3 separate regions of the Sus scrofa genome follow, and regions 1 and 3 are each linked to region 2. A link is a contact called in public Hi-C data. All regions are on one chromosome and are shown on one strand. Each heading gives the region's core, a stretch centred on a gene start, on an enhancer-like site or on the middle of the called end of the contact. The rest is flanking DNA. Distances are from core to core; before and after follow the strand shown.

Evidence for each region. Hi-C and Micro-C count contacts between places; a contact is called where the count stands out from the background.
Region 1: a Hi-C map of liver shows a contact between it and region 2, with 5 times the contacts expected there. The contact joins the promoter of RASGEF1B here to the enhancer-like site in region 2. A contact is called at or near these places in 1 of 5 promoter capture datasets (liver), 2 of 47 Hi-C or Micro-C datasets (both in liver) and 2 of 2 datasets of contacts at active chromatin or transcription factors (alveolar macrophages and skeletal muscle).
Region 3: a Hi-C map of liver shows a contact between it and region 2, with 3 times the contacts expected there. The contact joins two enhancer-like sites. A contact is called at or near these places in 1 of 47 Hi-C or Micro-C datasets (liver) and 1 of 2 datasets of contacts at active chromatin or transcription factors (alveolar macrophages).

The regions. Positions count from the first base shown.
Region 1 is chr8:136,554,955-136,557,826 of Sscrofa11.1, forward strand. It overlaps RASGEF1B (RasGEF domain family member 1B), which reads left to right and starts at 1,261. Exons shown (of 14, transcript NM_001195367.1): 1 at 1,261-1,397.
Region 2 is chr8:136,357,322-136,360,336 of Sscrofa11.1, forward strand. It overlaps a transcript of RASGEF1B not described here. Among named protein-coding and RNA genes, the nearest start is that of RASGEF1B, 200 kb to the right of the region's middle. Within about 2 kb of position 1,435, at least 3 of the 83 cell types and tissues checked have an H3K27ac peak or open chromatin away from gene starts, as enhancers often do. A contact at or near this core is called in liver, where this site is marked.
Region 3 is chr8:136,515,848-136,518,784 of Sscrofa11.1, forward strand. All of the region lies in intron 1 of LOC106510559 (a long non-coding RNA gene), which reads left to right. It also overlaps a transcript of RASGEF1B not described here. Among named protein-coding and RNA genes, the nearest start is that of RASGEF1B, 39 kb to the right of the region's middle. Within about 2 kb of position 1,609, at least 18 of the 83 cell types and tissues checked have an H3K27ac peak or open chromatin away from gene starts, as enhancers often do. A contact at or near this core is called in liver, where this site is marked.

The DNA of each region.
Region 1 (2,872 bases), core at 11-2,510, 200 kb after region 2:
GTCAGGGGAGACCCGTTTGCAGAAGAGAAGGAGGGAGTATAATCAGAGAAAAAGAAGTGAGAGGGGGTGTGCCTGTGCAGAAAGGGAGGGGCGGAATCAGAATAGGCGCGGTGAACCTCGAGGTGGCTGCTACCATCCCAGAAAGGAGGCGGGAGGGAGGGAAGATGGAGCGGGACAAAAAGGGGGCCTCTATCACAGCCATCCTAATGGAAGGCCTTCCTATAGGACAGGTGTGAATAGTGTTGTTTTACACATGGGAAAACTGAAACGCAGAAAAGCGGCTTTACTTATCCAAGGTCACGTAGCGGGCAACTGTCTCCTGATGTTTAGTTTGTATTCTTTCCCTGCATCTCTTCCTTCCCTTGTTTGCTTCCATCGTTTCTTTTCTCCAGCCTTTTTTTTTTTTTTTTTTTTTTTTTTTTTTTTTTTTTTGTATTCGTACAAGGTGAAGTACTGGAGTTTCTATCTTTTTTCTAAAACAGTTATCAAGTATCCAATTCTAGAGTATATGGTTACCATGACAGCGCAGCCTTTAGGGAGGCCGGACCTCCCGCTTTGCCTCCAGAATCGTATTTCACAGCACAGGTTCCCTCTTCTTCTTCCTTTTTTTTTTTTTTTTGGTGGAACTTTTAACAGCCGCAGTTTGACATTTTGTTTAGGTGACCGTTCGCTTAACGCTTGTCCTCCTCTAGACTGCACGCTTCCTAATGGCAGGATCCAGCCTCCTTTTGCCCGGAGTGTGCCCCCAGCGTTTGTCACAATGCCTAGCACGCAGGCTTTCTGTAAACATTTGCTGGGCCAGTGTTCTTGTGGTTTCTCTCAGCTCTCCTCTGAAAATTCCACGGACAGTAACCTCTAGCTCATAATTATGTTAATAGATACTGTATAACAAGTCGGGCCGGTATGTACAGGTAGCACACAGGTAAATGAACACACACGGGTACACACATGACTGCACAAACAGCCTCCAGCACATGCGCTCAGGAGGAGACGCACGCGGGCTCAGCGAGCCGAACCCGCGCTGGTAAACACCGCTGCGCCCGGCTCCGCGGGCCTCCGCAGCGTAGGAGGGCACCCGGGCAACCGCGCCTCCAGAGTCGGGGCCCCCGGGACCCGTGGGCTGGTGCCCGGCGCCGGGGGCGGTGGCGGAGTGGGCGGTGAGCTGCGCCGTGATTGGCCGTGCGGCCGCTCGGGCGGGGCCGGCGGCGGGGGCGGGCGCTCGGGCGGAGGGGTGTGCGCGGCGGCGGCGGCCGGAGTTTCAGTATAAACAAGGCATCCGACTGGTTGGGCGGATTTTTCTTTTCCTTCTTCCCGCGCGCTTTCGCTCCCAGTCCTTTGGTTGCGTTGTGGGCGCGCGGCACACAGCCGGGAGGCCGAGGACCCGGGGCCGTCTGCAGGTGGGTTGTTCTCTGGTCAACAATTCTCCCGGGAGAAACGGGAGCCCGGCGGCGGGAACGCGCGACCCCGCCGCGCGCTGCGCTCTCCCAGGCGTCCCCGGAGCTGCGCGCGGAGCCGCCCGGCTCTCTCCCTGCGCCCCGGCTGCCGGTGCGCCGGGAGGCGGCGGGAGAGCCCGGGCCAGTGGGCGCTGCCGGCTCAAAGCGCCTGCTAAAGCCGGAGACCGGGAGAGTCCCCTTGCCTGGCCGCCGAGGATGTCTGGGGCCGCCCCGGCAGCGGCCTGGGTGCCAACAGGTGCGGGACCCAGCCGTTGGGTCGCGGGCGGGGACAGGCTTGGGATGTGCCTCGCTTCTCGCCCTGATCCCGAAGCCAAGCCTCTGTTTCGAGATCTTGCCACGATTTTCGAGGATTTGTCTGAGTTGTAGTTGCGTTCATCCTTTTTTCATCCTGTCTCCCCTTCCTTGTGCACTGCGAGGCTGTTTCCTTCTGCTGCTTGGCCAGTTTTCGTGTGCGGGTGGGTGGGTGGAGGGAACTGTTTATTTTTGGTGTCGGAGCCTTAGGATCTTAAGGTCTGCTTCTTTGGGCGGAGACAGGGGAACAGAAGTCATTTACTTGCCCCTGACGAGGTGATATTCCTTCAGCGGACAAACTTGGGGCACAACGTGTCGCCTTTCTCTTGCCTGAGCTCAGGTTTGTCGCCTCGGATCACCTGGTCGGGCTTTAATAAAGTGAACAGGAGCTACCTGGGAGCCTCGCGGGCTGCCCGCAGGAGAGAGGCTCCTCCTTCTGGGGAAACGGTGGCAAGAACTTCAGGGCTGTGCGAGAGAAATGGGAGGGACAGGAGGCCTGTACGTGCGTCTGTCTGTCTGCGTACGGCTGTTGTGCGCATTCCTACTTCACCCCAACCCGGTCCGCGCAGTTCAGGCGAGAGCACCGCAGCTAATGAGCCCTCTGACAGCGCCGAGGGTGGCACAAGCGTCGTAAACAGCAGGAGGGTCTCTGGGCAGCGACCCTGTCTAAGGACTGTGGACGCGTCTGTCTGCGCGGATGAATCCGGTGGGTATGGTGTGTGCAGATGCATATGCACACGAGTGTGTCTATGTGTGTTTGGGCGAACGCGTCTCCAAGGAGTCCTTCGTCAGCAGCGCCATGTGACGCCGGTCAGGCACTGCTTGTGTGCGTAGATCTATATTTAGCCCCGGATGATCTTTCTCGGCCGTGGGAGGTCTCTGAACCGAGTGCAGAAAGAGGAAGAGTTCAGGGACCAGGGTTTTGCGCTCCTGAATAATGTCTGGAACAGTCAGACTCAGATGGGGTGAATAATTCTTCTTTCCTCTCAAAGCAGGAGCGGGAGCTGGGCATGTGATGGCTGGACCTTAATTTGAAACATAGGCGGTGGTGAGAAACCTGTGCCTGTGCGAAGAACCAGGGAGGTGGCAGTTAACCGGAGTGGGCGCCTGATTGGAGATTTGGGTAG
Region 2 (3,015 bases), core at 185-2,684:
CTCTGATTGGACCCCTAGCCTGGGAACCTCCATATGTCGTGGGTACGGCCCTAAAAAGACAGAAAGAAAAAAGAAAGACATAGGACTAAACATCACAAGTTCATGATTCAGGGAGGCGATCCACCTGCCTGGATTCTACAAAGTGATGCGGAGAGAATTTGATTCGGAGGTCGGGTGGAGCCTTGGGACTTAAATTAGATGTCTTGGATTTTCTTTAAGAAGTTTTGAGCAGGAATAGGATAGATGACCATGATGCCTGGCACAGCACACAGGCTGAACTGGGATGGGGAGAAGTTGATGTATGGAGGCCGGCTGGCCCACGCTGTCATCGCCAGTGACGATACCCTGGGCTCAGGTTTGGATGGAAGGATGGTGGGGAGGAGAAGATACGAATGAAAGCGATATCGAAGGAGAAGCGTGGCGTCTTCGTATGAAATGGACGTGGGTTGCTGACGAAGAAGGGAGAATGAAGGCAGTTCGGTGGTGAGGCTGGGAACAAGAAGAATGGCAGCTCGCTGGACACAGAACGGGCTCCTCGAATTCTCCCGCCACAAGCAGCTTCTGAAAGCATTGCTGGTGCTAAAGGAACACCGCACTGGAGGGTAGTTACGTCGTAAGACTTTCCGGGTTTGTTTGTAGTCACTAATTCAACAGGGGAAGCTATCAAATAAGGGATGGGAAGGCGGAACTTCTATTAAATGGCAACAAGAATGACACCACGAAGCCACTTTATCCAGTTTGCTGCCTTGTTTGGAGATGGCATTTCTTCCAGCTGCAGCACGGGCCAGATGGAGTCTAGAGGTCTTTAGTAACAAGATTTTCATTTGTGAAAATGAGATTTCTCTTCAGTCTCCTTGAAGAGGAGCAGATATAGCTATTAAGACAATTTGTATTTTTCTGGCTTCTGCTGACCAGCACAGCTTCTGAATGCACCTTTAAAACCCATTAGTGCTGTTTTAGTAAATGTGGGCATTGAACAAGTCGGTGATAACAGAAGCCTTTGAATACGGATTTCAGTGGAAGTATTAGCTCCGGGAATAATTATATCCCCACGTTTCAGGGGGTACTTCATTTTAATAATAAGTATTATATAAGGGGCATATTCTATGACTCGATGTCACAGCTTTGGCCGACTAATGGTGAAGAGGCTATGCTAGGCTGCGTTAGGCACCTTTCGTGGACATGGAAGAAGCAGAATTTTTAAATGGCCTTTTAGTTTACCTGAGTCTCTTGAGTGAGGCAGCAAAACAAAATGGAAATAGGAGTTTTTAAGTCCTTTTGTTCTAAATCTCTTTTGAGCACCTGAGACCTTGAGCCAACACAGACAGTTCCTGACATAAGATTTTTCAACTCTATGAAGTACATTCAGCAGCAACCATACCCCAGACTTTGAACTTGGATCTTTTCCCAGGCTGAGGACAGCTGATGCAACATGCTGTCCTGATGCTCAGTGAGCAGCTCCCAGTCAGCTGCGTGAGCCGAGGGCGAATGGCCAGTGTGCTTACGGCCATTCGGTAGCCGCAGAGTCACCGTGTTTTGCACTTTCAGTAGAGTACTCCATCAGTTACACGCAACGTTGGACCCTTTATTGTAAAATAGGCTCGGTGTGGGATGATTTGGCTCAACTGTAGGCTGATGGACGTATTCGGAGCACGTTTACAGTTGGCTCAGCTAAGCGGTGATATTCGGTAGGTCAGGTGTATTCAATGCACTTTCGGCTCAGTGAACACTTTAACTTAGGAAGCGTTTATGGAGATGGAAACCGCGCTGTAACTTGGGGAAGATCTGTAGCTGTGATCAGTGGCTTCCAGATGCAGACTCCTTGATCTGAAATGAAAAAGAGACAAGAGAAAAGAAGAGAAATAAAGACCTTTAAGTGTCTGGGGCAGAAGAGAAGCTGAGAGCTCTTGCCTTCTCCTCCTCCTCCATCCAGTGACTCGCTCCTGCCTTCACCTAACTTTGCTAGGCTGTCTACACTGACTTTCTGCTCTGAAAATTACTATGCATTGTGTTCTAAAGTGTATGTCAGGTTCTTTGCAGCAGGTTGGCAAGCCTTTCCTGAAAACCTACTATATGCCCTGTGCTAGTCCCTGTGCAAAAAGCCCCTCCGTGTTGGCTGAATCTGGCTCTTTGTCTCCATGGAAACCTTGCTAGAAAGCTAAGTACCCGTCCCAGTAGGATACCATTTAGTTCGGGATTAGAGCAATGGTGGGGCAAGAGTTCCTTAGTGAATTAGTATCAAGTGTTGCTGAGACTTCTCGACACTAGATTCCTTTCAGCAAATATGAGCTTTCCCTGATTTTATATATAAATGTGATATCTGTGTATATATATGATATCTATGTATATGTATATCATGTATGTTATGTGTCTATACATACATATCATACGCATATGCTGTATAGATCTCATATATATCGTGCAAATAAGTGTATATGCCATGGGCTACTATTAGAGAAGAGACAAGATGTAGTGAAGTGGTGAAAAGAAATCTGAACCGAGGATCTCTAGACTGGAATTTCCCTGACCTTCAGGAGGCTTTGTCCTGATTGTCTAACTTTGGGCACATTCTTTGGTTTCTCTGTTTGGGTAAAGTCTTGTCCTGATTTCTCTAACTTTGGGCAAAACTTCAGTTTCTCCATCTGTGAAATAAGTGCTTGGACTAGAGCCTGCTTATAATTTCTGCCCTGTCCCCTAGCTCTAACATTCCGTTACCGTACCTTGTTTGACTTTGTTGGGAAAAAGAGATATCCTCAGAGTTCAGGGAAGTGATATGGACTGTATTAAAGCGTGTTGGTAAAGAGGATTTGCTTGCTGTTCCAAAACTCACTGTTTTCATCACTGGCAAGTACATCTACTTGAATGGATTATTGCTGTAATATTATTCTCAAGCATCTTTTTTACGAAGTTGATTTTGCTGGAGGATTGTGACTTGCAATGTTGTATTAGTTTCGGGTGTACAGCAGCGTGAATCAGTCCTGCATATACACATATCCATTCTTTTTCCCCTTAGAG
Region 3 (2,937 bases), core at 359-2,858, 160 kb after region 2:
TTCGTGGCCCAAGAGATACTATTTTTACATTACATTAAAAAAACAACTCATTGGGCAAGTATTCATTGACTCGAATGAAGTGTACATTGTAAGAGTTAGCAATTTATCTTTATGAGTCATCGGGAAGGCTAACCTCCATATTAAAATAACGAGAATTCTTGGGTATTAAAATGCCACTTAAATACTTTTACAACTTCTTGTTATGTAACCTGTACAAGTTAAATTGATGCATCAGAGTTGGAAATGCATTTGTAATTTTAGAAGGTTTCGCAAATATTCATCAAGAATTCAGTAAAAAAATAATGTTTCTTTTATCGCAGTGCTAAAACTTGGCAAGGGAGGAGGGGATCTTAAAAGTTGTGATTATAGCCAGTCTTTCCATAAACGATATGTCTGTTTAAACTTTAATAGCGGTGTAAACAGGAGCGCATTGCAGTCTGCGGGTTAGACATCTCACCTATTAAGAAGGCCTGTGAAACTCGCATTAGAAAAATAAGGAAGTGGGCGGGCAAAGGGAAAGAAAATGTGCTTCAGCCTTTGAGCCGGAGCTGCTCACTTTCCTGTCGGAGGCCAGTCCTTACAGATGAAACCCCACCTGATCGGAGCAAGTTCTTAGCTTGCCAACTAATGAGTCTAAAATGAAGCCCCCCTGTCATTGCTTGATTTTCTTTCTGCTTCAGTTGTTCTTGCAAATAAAGTGCTGAGATGCTAAGGAAGCAATTTTCAGAAATGCGTTGGTAGCTAAATCACAGCTGTATGTTGAGAGCACATGTAGGGGACTGCATTTAGCGTTACCTAAGCTTCTCTAACCTTCTCATATTATTTAAAGGCAGAACAACCAGTGCTTAAGGAAGGGAACTTCTTAGCCTAGGTCCACAAAAGCAGAGTAAAATTGCCTGGTTAGGAAGTCGTAAAACTCCGGTCTTTTCCTTCTGATTGCCACATTCGCTAAAACCTTGCCCTTTCATTGATTTGACAGTAAATTCTTCAATGTGAGACGAATTTGCCTAAATCTGATCCAAGATAGGCTTTTTAGAAAGCAATAATATGAGACCCACTCACTTTGCTTAGATTATCACATTTTATCCTCACAGCACCCCTAGGAGATAGCTGCCATAAGTTCCTTCATTTTTGAGAGACGGCAGCTGAGGCAGAGCGATCTGAAGTAACCCGCCCACGCTGACAGTGCAGGAGCGGCAGGGCCGGAATGTGCACAGAGATAAGTGTTCCCAGTGCCCTTATTTTTTGTCACTTCCTCCTTCATAATCTCTGATGGCAGCTCATAGCCTTTCAGTCCAAATGACAAGAGATGATAGATGTCTTTGGAGATATCTTGGGAGAACAGGAAACAAACAAAGGCACAGGGAAGTGAAGGCAGAACTTAAAAAAAAAATCAGCTTTTATGAAAGTTGCTAAGGGAGTAAATCTTAAAAGTTTTCAGAGAAAGACAAACACCATATGATATCACTAATATGCGGAATCTAAAATAGGACACAAACGAACCTACCTGCAGAACAGAAACTGACCCACAGACGTGAGAACAGACCTGTGGTTGCCAAGGGGGCGGAGGTGGAAGCGGATGGCCGGGGAGTGTGTGGTGAATAGATGCAAACTGTCACATTCACAATGCTGAGCAGGAGGTGCTGCTGCCCAGCACAGGGAAGGAGCTCAAGTCTCTTGGGACAGACCATGATGGACGATGGCCTAAGAAAGGGAATGTCTATAGATGACGGGGTCACTGCTGCACAGCAGAAACTGGCGCAACAGTGTAAACCAACTATAATTTCAAAAAGACAAGAAAAAAAGTTTTTATCACAAGGGAAAAAAATGTAGCTATGCGTGGGAATGGAGGTTCACTAGACTTACTCTGCTGATTACTTCACAATGTGCACAGCTACCGAATCACTAAGTTGTATGCCTTCAACTAGTATGTTATGTGTCTATTATATCTCAATTAAAAAAAAACAGAACCTTTCAGTTTCAGCTCACCCAATGGGCTGGTGATTCGCTTTCCCATTCTCCAACCTTCTCTGTCCTGCTCTCACGCCCGCTGGCTTCTCCTTGGGTTCAGCCAACCGGAGGCCCTGGCCGGAGGCTGGAGGGTCGGAGGAGGAAGAGGTTGAGGGGTTTTGTCCCCACATCTGTCCCGTTCTGTACGTGTTTCTGGACACCCCTGCCTCTCTTCTGCCCCACGGCTGCGCCTGCCCTTTCACCCTGGGTGGCGCCATCCCATTGCCAGTCTCATCCCTTTTCCTCTGCCACGCACACCTCCTGAGGCGCCCTTCGTTCAAGTGGAGCTGCGATTAGCGGAGGGAAAGTCTGCTTCCCGCTGACCCTGACTGATGGACGGTGCCTTTCTGCGCCTGTTCCTCTCCCGCCTCTGCCTCCGTCTAGTCCTTCCCTCATTCAACAAATAATCGCGAAGCCCGTGGGCTCCGAGCCGGTGGCGCAAGACCAGCCGCGCCGGGAACGGATAAAGCCCTGCCTTGGAGCCTCGAATCCCTCACATGCGCTCTTTTGGTTCATTCTCCGCCCCTCCCTCATCTCTGGACAACTGAATGCTTTAAGCCCCAGTTCCAATATTTAGGCTTCTTTGGAGCCCGGGGAGGGCCAGGTTCTGTGCTGACAGCAAAGATTCTAAAAGGAACTCTAGGAGTTCCGGCTGTGGCCCAAAAAGACTGGTGGTCTCTTAGGAGTGCTGGGTCACAGGTTCGAGGCCCAGCCCAGCATAGTGGGTTAAGGATCCAGGATTGCAGCAGCTGCCGCTTAGGTCACAACAATGGCTCAAATCTAATCCCTGGCCGGCCCGGGAAATTCATATGCCATGGGCAGCCAGAAACAAAAAAAAAAATTTTAATAAATAAATAAAAGGAATTCTTAAAGTATTCACTGGTTTCCAGCCCCCTTCCCCCTACCCTGCCACTGTCCGGATCGTCT